Linked DNA regions of Gossypium hirsutum: region 1 is linked to region 2. Evidence: chromatin contacts called from public Hi-C data. All regions are on one chromosome and are shown on one strand. The core of a region is the stretch at or near the end of the contact, and the rest is flanking DNA. Distances in the headings are between cores, read along the strand shown.

What was found. Hi-C and Micro-C count contacts between places; a contact is called where the count stands out from the background.
Region 1: a Hi-C map of fibers shows a contact between it and region 2, with 1.8 times the contacts expected there. The contact joins the enhancer-like site here to the promoter of LOC107893178 in region 2. A contact is called at or near these places in 7 of 34 Hi-C or Micro-C datasets (fibers, hypocotyl and leaf).

What each region holds. Positions count from the first base shown.
Region 1 is chrA13:103,106,571-103,112,071 of Gossypium_hirsutum_v2.1, forward strand. No RefSeq gene overlaps it. Among protein-coding and RNA genes, the nearest start is that of LOC107893179, 23 kb to the right of the region's middle. Within about 2 kb of position 2,266, at least 9 of the 9 cell types and tissues checked have an H3K27ac peak or open chromatin away from gene starts, as enhancers often do. A contact at or near this core is called in fibers, hypocotyl and leaf, where this site is marked.
Region 2 is chrA13:103,074,215-103,080,049 of Gossypium_hirsutum_v2.1, forward strand. It overlaps LOC107893178 (probable UDP-N-acetylglucosamine--peptide N-acetylglucosaminyltransferase SEC), which reads right to left and starts at 1,519. Exons shown (of 27, transcript XM_041085515.1): 1 at 985-1,519; 2 at 404-549; 3 at 222-320; 4 at 58-108. The coding sequence starts at 1,174.

The DNA.
Region 1 (5,501 bases), core at 1,016-3,515, 33 kb after region 2:
TAAGCCATGATTTTTTTTAATGAAATTTCCTTTTCCCAAAAAAAATACAAATTATCTTAAAATTAATTCTTAAACTATTATCTACCTATTATCATATTTAAATATTTTATTAGGTTGATGTTATTCTCAATCGAGTCACTAACTCAGTAATGAATTTATTAAAATTTTCTTATTTTTAATAAGCAATAGATATTAATTTAAAGATAATTTTATCTTTTCATATAAAATCTAGAAAACTACTTATGCATAATGAGATTCAAACAAAAAAAATTAACGATCTTTGATTATTTTTTTTCAACTTTACTATTTCAAGCATTTATTATTATATATATTTTTAATTTATTACATATATTTTTCAATAACATAATGGGTATAACAATTTGTGTTGTTTATCATTTGCTTGTATAAGTTATGGTACACAAGTAATTTTTAATGTAAATTTATGTGTTTATGCATTCGTGTTATATTTATTTATTTTCTTGTATTTTTATTATTTCTCTGTATTGTATGTCCTATAATTATTATGTTAAATTGAAAGTTCTTCTTATTGTGTCGCCATGTTGTTGTGTTAGTATAATTCTTATGGTCACAATTTCAAAATAATAATTTTATATCTATTTTTAATAAAGTATTTAGGGAGATTTCTAACACCTTTGGCTATTCATATTATTTCATGTTTTGTATTATTGATTGTTGACAATTACCACAACTAATAAAACTTGGCAGAACAAAACAAGCCCCAGGATGAAGGCTTATCCTCATTTTCCTTAACACTATTAATAGGGAGGATTTTCCCTAAGTTTGGCGATCTGCATAAGATGAGGCTACCTAGTCACTTTATGAGTCGACTTATTAATAATTTGTCGTGTTTATTAGAAATGCATAAGACGAGACTACCCAGTCATTTTATGAGTCGCCTTATTAATAATTTATCGTGTCTATTAGAAAAACAGATGTTAAAAAGATTATCTTAACACTAAATAATATTGAAGAATAGTACAAAATTCAAAAAAGTTGACTCGATAAGCAACGAGTGCATTAGTAACCTCTAAACAATCGGATTAAAAAATCACATTATCATAGTTCAAACTCTACGTCAAGAAAGTCCCTAATAGCAACAAGCTCACCTATTCTTAACTTCAAAATAGATTAAATCAAACCTAAAAAACCACGAACAAAATCCCCAATGTACGGGCCCAAATTTGCCCGGGCCCAATAAGCTCAAATCAGACAAAAAAACCAAACTAAAATTAAAATGTCCAGTTTAAATTCACAACCCAAAATCCAAACCCAATTACAAATCCTAACTCAACTAAACCCAAACCTATGGAGCCCAAAAGGCCCAAAAACCTAAACCAAATCAGAAACCCTAGGGTTTCTGATTCCTTAGGCGCCGCGCCTACCTACCCCATGTGCATTGTCAGCACCTCCAACGCCCGAGGCTCAGTCTTGCACCAGAATGGCCCCGTCCCATCGCCTTTGTAACACCTGCAAACAAACATAAAAGAAAACAGAAAAGGAACAGAGAACCAAGACAAAACGCAACAGTAGAGAAACAACAAAAAGAGAGCAGTGATAGCGACTTGTAATTCGGCTATATAGCCAAAGAACAGAAATGTAAAAAAAGGGGGGGGGGAACCGATTGTATTTGAGGGGGATTTTTTTTTAAAAAATAAAAAAAATTGTAATACAGAGATCAAAAAAATCAAAAAAGGGAATAGAAGAAAAGGTTTGGTTTAAATTTTTTGTCTCTTCATTTTTTTTTGTTTTTCTTTTCAGTTTTTTACGAATCTATTTTAAATAAAAAGACGAAAATAAAAGGAAATAGAGGCTTACCGGATCTCCCCTCGGTTGCGACGTCATCGGAGCCCCCTCCCCTTTCCGTCGTCGAAAGAGAAGCCAAAGGGGAAGAGGAGGCCTCCTTTCCCCGGGTTTTTGGGTTGTGAAGATCTGGCCTCCCAAACGCGCCTTGAAACGGGGCTAAAAGGCCCATTTCGCGCATGGTCGGTCGTCGGTCATGGTGGAGGAACGGTGGATTGACAATGGCAGCGCAAAAGGCTACGGTTCAAAACCCTAATAGAGAAAAGAGGGGAGAGTTCCAGTTTTTTTTTTAAAATGGCAGTCGGAATGAGTTTTAGAATAAAATTTGGTCTTTATAAGGGCATCAAAACGGTGCCGTTTTGCACCCAACATCACAGCGCCAAAACGACGTCGTTCCATGGCCATGACTCGAGACCCGATCCAATTACCCTCAGATCTACGCGTTTTCGTTCCAAATGGAGAATTTGTGCTTTTAGTTCTTCGTATTTACGCCATCATTTGATTAAGCCCTGTTTATACCTCTTTGTTTTTTTAAATCTTCCCCTGGAATTTGCGCGTTATTTCAAATTAGTCCACGGTTTAATATTTCATTTTGATATTTATTTTATTTGTTTCTTAGTCCTCTTTGATTTGCGCGCATTATATTTTAGCCCTTGATTTTGTTTCAATGATTCATTTTATTTATTAATTCCCCTTTTAGTTTGCATTTATTTCAATTAAGTTTGTTTATTTGAATTTATGTAATTTCTATTAATTTATTTATTATTTGGTTTTTTTTTGGGTATATGATTCTGAGTTATTATTATCGATTTTACATTTGTCTTAGTATGTTATTTTTTACTTGCATTTGTACATATTTTAATTGTTTTATTATATAGTTCATTTAATTTAAAAAAATTCTCTTTTATATTTCTCTGCTTTAAACATTCGTATGATGTTTATTCTTAAATACCTATTATTTTTATATATATTATTTATATTAGACTATCTTTTTAATTTATGTACATTATTTAGTTATATATACATGTGTATGCATTGTCTCGTATATTACTATTACTATTATTACTATCATGGCTATTACTTTTTATTGTGATTATATTTTCTTTTTTGAGTTTACCCATTTATTATTTTATTATTAATTAATTTAGCATTATTTACTATTATTATTGTTATTTTTATTATTACTACTATTTTTGTCATCTTTTAAACTGTTTTATTTAATATTTCATTATTTTTTTTGTTTATTTGCTTATCTTCATTTTTATTTGTTTTACAAGCTGTTTTATTATTCTTTTATTCATGTAATTATTTTTATTTACTTGTTTGTCTTCCTACTATTTATTTAGTAAAATTTCAATACTTTCTCGTAAATTTGTATTTATTTAAAATCTCTTCATATGTTATTTATCTTGAGCCATTTTTTGTTACTCGTTTTAAATTTTCTTTCATAAATTATTCCTTTAAAATTTATATTATTTCATGTGAAATGGTTTCATATAGTTGTAATTTAAATTGTTTTACACTCTATTGGTTTTAAGTTGTCACATATACAGTTTTAAGTCATTTTCATGTTGGCTATCTTAATTTGTTCCATGTATCATTTCCTTCATCATATTTTACAATTGTTTCTTAGTTTCTTTTTATTTCGCCTTTGTGCTTATTTATTTTAATCGTTTATTAATTTAGATTTTATCATTGTGTCGAAACCATTTTTCAGATTTAAAGAAAAATGGGGAATCGACTTTTTGAAAAAATGAAAATGTGGAGTCGCCACCAATATTTTTTGTTTAGGTGTGATCGGATCACCTAGAAATTTGGTTATTTTAATAAAATATTTCTTTTTACTAAAAAACAATGATTTTGGTCTTACGAAAATATGAGAAAATAGGTTTGGGAGTCGGTTACGCATGAGGAAGGATTAGCACCCTCACTAAGCCCAAAATTGGTACCAAATCAATTAAATACTGTCTGTCGAAACCATTTTTTTGAAAATGGGCATCGACTTTGTTTGAAAACAAAAATTAAAACGGGAGTTGCCACCGATCTTTATTTGGTGTGATCGGATCACCTTTGTTTTAATAACAATTTTAGTTTACTAAAATGGCATTTTGGTCTACGACATTCAAGAGAACAAGTTCGGGAGTCGGTTACGTGTGAGGAAGGATTAGCACCCTCGACACGCCCAAAAATTGGTACCGAATTGATTAGTTAGTGTCTTAATGTCGAAAATTAAAAATTGGGAATAGATTTGAAATACAATCCTTTTTTATTAATATCGATTTTAAAATTCTTGAATTAGCTCAAAACGATTGTTAAATACTTCCTTATCTCAAGATATCGGAGTATCACATCCCGTAAGTTAGGATGCAATACCATGAACTTTCAAGCACAAGTTTGTCTTTAATTTTAATTGGAACTCCGTGTATTTTAAAACTCAAAAGGATGTTTGGCAATTTAGAATCAACGAGAAAATTGAAACCCCGTAAGTTAGGGCAAAATATCTCGATGTTCTAGAACGCGAAACATTGTCTTATTTTGAAATTTTATTTTTAAATAGTAGCGAATACGATATTTAAATGACATATGTTACTTCGTTTGGGATAAAAAAAATCAAGCGATCCGAGTTGGATAAGTATGTTGGATTAATGTATGACATGATTTAAACTAAGTAAAACAAAGATATAACATGGAGCATGGAATGATATAACGCGAATACAATATTACACAAACAAATGATAATAGTATGGAAATACGAATGAACGAATTATACTACAATGGCAGAAATCACACAATGCATATTATTTAAATATCCATGATAATAATTAAAGAATTAAATAGATAACATAATGCCATTTAAAATAAATAATTAAACAATTTGAGTAGGTAATACAAAAAAATAAAAAAATAGATATTTAAAAAAACAATTTAAAGGGAATAGGATAATACAATCTAAAATAATTAATACACAAAATAACTTAAAAATACAACTTAAAATGAATAGTATATATAACAATTTCAAAGAAAACATAGTATGTGAATAAATATTATATGGAAAACAAATTAAAAAAATACATATAATATATAAAAAGTATATAGAATAATTTTGTATAAGTAATATATATATGAAATCTTAAAGTAAATAATGATAAAAGGTTTGTGATAAATGATAAAAGAATTTAAAATCGTTCACATATAAAATGGTATAACAAAATAACATATAAAAACTTAAAACAGATAATATATAAAATAGTTTAACAAGAATAACGTATAAAAATATTTAGAATAAATAATATGAAAAGAGATATTTGAAATAAATAATGTCTAACAACGGTTTAAATAGAAAAACATATGTATACAAATAATCCAAATAAATGATATATAAGAGTTTAAAGTATATAAATAATTTCATAATAAATAATATATATATATAATAATTTGAAGTATATAAGATAGGAACCTAAAATGAATAATGATAACAGATCTTAAAAAAAATAAAAAAGAAATAAATAAATCAATTAAACCGACCAAGGATTAAGTTGAAATAGAATTAAAATTTAGGGTATGAATTATAAATAATAGAAAATAGGCTGTCGAGGACCTAAATGAAATGCACTGAAACAGTAAGGGACTGCTTGGGAAATATTCCCAGACGTCATGCACTGCGTTTCGAGGTGGACCAT
Region 2 (5,835 bases), core at 269-2,768:
AAGCAAAACAGAAAGACAAAAAACTAACAAAACGAGGTTCTATAACCATATACAAACCTCAATTGCAATCATATAGTACCGGATGGCAACATCAATATCGCCTTTTTCCTAGATGTTAGGGAAAAAAAACACCTCCATCAGTTCTTCAACAACTTTCTCTTCTTTTCTTTTCTTTTTATTTTATTTAACTTCAAAAAATTGATATAAAGATTAACATGTACCTTCCAAGCATTTGCCATGTTTCCATAGCACTCTGCAAAACGAGGCTCAATTCGAAGGGCTTCTTCATTTTTGGCGATGCACATATCATAATTATGTAACTGCAAACATATTCAAAAGCATTAATATAAAATTACAAAACAATTTCCTTGTTAAAGGAAGAAAAAAAAAAGAAATCTTTTACCTGATAATAAATAGCACCCAAAAGAAGCAGATTATCAGTACGAAGTGGGTTTTGATTGTAAACAGCACTGCTATGATCCAATGCTTGTTTGTAGTTTCCAGATTTGTACATCTGATGAGCTAGAGCCAAGTGCATATCTTCATCAACTGCATCTCATTGGTGAGATCAGCGATTAAAATAAGATGTTACACAGATAAAATATTCTATGGATTTAGAATTTTACACTAAAGCATATATAATAAATTCTTCAGACAGGCATAAAGTAATTAAATTATTTCAATTTTGAAAGCTAAAAACGAATAATGGTGATCCAAAAAAAACCCTAAAAGTCTAAAATTTATGCATCAACACGATTTTTTCCAAAACAAAAAGACAGATCTAACTCAAAATTATAGCTTTAAAGAAATCAAATAAGAAATATTATAATCAAACTTCATGTTTTAAAAAATAAAAAGGAACTGCTATAGTCTAATATTTTGCGTGTCTATTGTAATTTTTATGAAAGAAATAAATATTTAAGCTCGAAAATTAAGAAACAACAATAATTTAAACGATTGATATAAAAAAATGAAGATGTGAACCTTCATGTGAATCATGTCCATTCTGAGGCACAATACTGAACGAAGAAGCCGGCTCCTGCTTCACCGCATAAACGGCAGATTTTCCAGCAGCTACCGCCGCAGCATCGGAGGTTTCATCAGCTCGATCGAAAACTCCAACGCCGTACGGAGCGGCCCTAGAGATCCCAACTCCGTTTTGCAACGACAACATCTTCGATCTCCCTCAATAAAGAAGAATCATCAAAAAAATCGGGAAAAAAAGTTCTGAAATCTATCAGATCAAAGGCCTAGAAATGAAACGCGACGGAGAAGAAGTGCACTCGATCAAACGCCACCGTTCCCTAATCGAGCTTTCTTCTTCTTTTTTCTGTTTCCTTTTTTTTTTTTTTCTCAGCTAATTTCCGCTATTTTCTTGAGACCTGTCGTCGGATACATTATATACTAAACAAAAGAGAAATGTGAGCCGTTGATCTGAACGTGCACGGAGGAGATGAAGCCGTTTGGTGAGAATGTTGAAAACAAAAAAGAATATTCTGTTCATTACTGACACGTATCTAGTGTGAATGTTTGATGATCTGTTTGGGTGATTAAACTGGTAAAGTTTCACGTTATTTGACCAATAAAAGAGAACGTAAATTTTTACCCCTAACAATAAATATTAATTCTTGAAATTTTCTTAACCCCAAAAAAGTACGTTGAATCGCAAATAATATGAAAACAAAGGAAAATCATGGCAATTAGAAAGAAATATTATTTGCCCAATTTCTTGTTTTCCTTTCTAAGTTGTTAGATTGTGGTTTCTATCTTGAACAATTTTGATGAACTTTGAAGATTTTTTTGGACAACCTGAAAAAGTTAGGACAAGAGTACGCCCTGCCTTTGATTTGTCGAGGATAATGTTGATCCACATACAATCTTTAATAGCAAGCTTGTAAGAAAAGATATTGTCGAGGATAATCAAGTTTTGAAGTTACTCTATCACTTTTAATTGCGGGTCATTCGATCAAATTAAATAAAAAAAAATTTTGAGTTAATCGAGTTGACGAATTTTATTTTATTATTCTAATTTAATTTTGAATTAAGTAGAGTGAAATGAAATTCGAGTAAGGTCGAATAATGTGAAATGTTCAAGTTAAATTAAATAAATTAAACACGTTAAATTAAAATCCTGTTACAATATAACTAATTTCATATTGGAGCACATAAATTTGAAACCATATATATTTAAAAACTTTTTCAAAGAAAAATAATTTAAAAAAATACTTTAGTATGATAAACCTAAAAAATTATTGTTCTAGAATTTTTTTAATTTTTTCAACTTTCTTTATATATATTTTTAGGATTTTTTTTGAAATTTTTAGAATTTTTTAAAAAAATATAAATTTTGGAATTTTTATAAATATTTTGAATTTTAAAAATTATTTTGAATTTTTTAAAATTATTTTAAATTTTTTTTGTAATTTTGTTGAGAGAGACCGATTTACTCATTTTCAAACTTGACAGGGGTATTTACACCAATATGTTATTTGAATTATTCGAGTTATTCAAATTGTAAAATTCAACTCGATTTGAACTAGAAACTTGAATTACTTATTCGAGTTGATTCGAATAACTCAAATAAATCGATTCGATTACCTCAAAATTAAAAAAAAATTCAATTTTTTCGAATTGAGTCGAGTTTTGCTCACCCCTACTTTTGACAAAGACAAAAGACATGTCATTGTCATTGTCATTCTAGATAATAATCGTGCCTCCTATGAAATTATTGTTTGGGCTTTTACATATGTTGAGGCATAGAGTCCACTTAGTGACATTATTTCTTGTTTCCTAAGTTCTCATTGGAGGGGAGATCATATTTCTTCTACGAGATGTGTCCTCAAAGGAAGAGAGCCAAAAACTTGATGCATCCGAAATTGACTAACAATTTGACTAAGACAAATGCGCCTATCAATTAATACTATAACTATGGTTAGTATAGATATCATTCCCACGAAGACTAAAAGTATTAGTAATTATTGTATTTCTATTATTTAGCCGAATAAATCGAGTAATTGATTAAAAACTAAAATTAATTAAATTAATTAACTAGCCAACACAGCAAATAATAAATCAAGAAATAAATTATTAACAACCAAGAAGCAAATAATACCTAAGAAAGAATTCACCTAGATCTCATTTGTCACAGTTAATCTAAATTACGTAATTTCTTTAGTTAGTAACTTGATCCGTAGAAATCTCTAGATTATGCTAATATTTCTTTCGAGAGTAAGAGCAACTGACTCTAGGTTGATTAATTGAAATTTCCTTCTAATTAAAACCCTTATTATCGTATTAACTCGTGCTATGAATTCTCTTATTAGGTTTGGCTCTGATCTAGTAGATTTATGTCGTCCTATTTCTAGGATTGCATGCAACTTCACTCAATTACGTAAGATCTCCTCTTAAACAGTGTCTACTCCTCCTCTAATTTAAGCACATCAAAAATGGATCAATAATATAGAAATATCTAACCAAGAATTAAGCACACATAATTGAGAATAAGAAATTAAGTATTTATTCTATAAAATAAAAATCAAAAGATAGAATTCATTATAGGGTTCATCTCCTTACATATTTACAAATTTAGTTTATACTTGCAAATAAAAACAACTAAAATACACTATAGCCATAAGAAACAAATATTCTCATGATGATTTCCTAAGAAATCAAATGTGAATCTTCAATCTTGACAGAAATCTACTTCAAAATCGGTTTCAACGGTATTTTTCAAGTTGTTTTCTTGAATATTGTAGAAGGCCCATTTTGCCCGGGCCTTTAGACTTATAAACCAAATGTAAAAATCAAAACAAAAAAATAATAAAATCATAAAAATTATAAAACAGTCTAGCCCATTTACATTTACACTTGTAGCCCAATTTATAAACCCACTTTACAATAAGGTCCAAACCCAAACTAAGACTAACCCAGTTAACCCAAACAACCCAAAATACCCCAGGCCCAAAACACCTTTTCGGCAGAAACCCTAAGGTCTGCTCTACGACCTCGCACGAAACTAGTCTCCATGTCACGGTTTTCTCCTCCGTACGGCCATCGAACCTCGAAAAGATATCGAATAACAGCAGTAACAACCACAGCAAATAACAGCAAAGCAATAGTAGAAAAAATAAAGGAAATTTGTATTTATTTATTTATTATTATTTTTACTTCGATTCGGATATAAAAGGGAGCCGATTGTTTATTGTAAGGGGGATTACGAGCGCATATTGAAAAAAGAAATCAATCAAAATCAGTTTTTCAAAAAGGTGATTTCAGATCTCGCTTTTCTCTGGAATTTAGTTCTTATTTCTTTGATCTTCATTTGCTGCAAAAAAAAAAGATACAAAGGAAGAGGGGTTTTTCTTATATGTTGTTTGGCGTCGGTCTAGCTAGTGTTTACTTCTTTGGTCCCAAGGTTGACGGATCCTTGTGGATCTGGTCGAAACCGCGACAGTGGTGGAGGTGTATTAGGCACCGATGAAGCCCACGGGTCGACTAAGAGGGAGAAGAGATTGCAAAGTTTTGAGAGAAAAGGTTTTGAAATTTGTTTTGAGAGAATAATTGGCCAAGTGAGGTTATTAGGGCAATTTTTTGGCTCATATATGTGTTAAAAAAAATACGTTGCTTTAAGCCGTGAGCTTTGGTGTTGAAACGGCGTCGTTTCACGACGTAACCCAACCACCTGACCCGTTTACCCTCAGGACCCACACGATTTCGCGATAAAGGGATATTTGTGCTATAAGTCCCTCCCCTCCTGCACCGATCCTTATTTAAGCCTCAATCATGTTTTATTTGTTTTTTGCATTTTCCCTAAGATTTGCGCATTGTTATAATTTAATCCTTATTTGAACACTGCGTTTTGAGATTCGGGATATTTGTATTCCAAGTCCCTTCTCATTTGTGCGCGTTTTATTTCGATCCTCGGCTCTGTTTTAATGATTTGCTTTATTTATAAATTATCCTTTCAATTTTTTTTCCTATTTCAATTAAGTTTAAGTTTATGTTTTTATATTCTTAAAATTTATTTACTATTCATTTTTTTAACCTATTATTTTAACATACTATTTTGAACTATTTTATTAATTTCATTTTGTTTTTTTTCTTTTGTATATTACTGAATTATTTTATTTATATAATTTATTATTTTAAAATTTTCTCCATACAATTCTATGTTTAAAAATTTTTATATAATATTTATCCTCATACATTCATATTTATATATACATATATATAATTTACATCGAATTACTTATTTAAATTCCTTTTCGAACATGTTCATATACTTCTTCTTTTAAATTTATTTATGTATATTATTTGTTTCTTTTAAGAATCCAATTTTCGCATTATATTTTGTTTGTTTCAAATATTTTCCTATATTATTATCCTTTTGTATATACATTATTTATATTAAGTTTTCATTTCATATATATCATCATTTTTAAACCAATATGTTTTATTTTAAATTATTTTGTATATTAGCTATTTCAAATTTCTTCTTAGATAATATCTATTTTAATAATCATTCATAAATTATTAGTTTCATTATTTTTATACATGTAAACTATTTCAAACCCTAGCATATGTTGTTCAATAGTAAATTTTCGTATATTTGATAGTTTATAAATCGTGTTATATCACATTGACTCCTGGTTTTCATATTGTTTTGTATATTATGTGTTGTTTTAGTTTTCATATTATTTCACGTATTATTGTTTCATATCGTTTATTAGTCTTTTGTATTATTATTTCAATTTTTGTTCATCTATGTTCAAAATTTGTTATATTTTATTCTAATTTGTTTCTTGGATGTAAGCTCATTGCTATTGTGTGTATGTT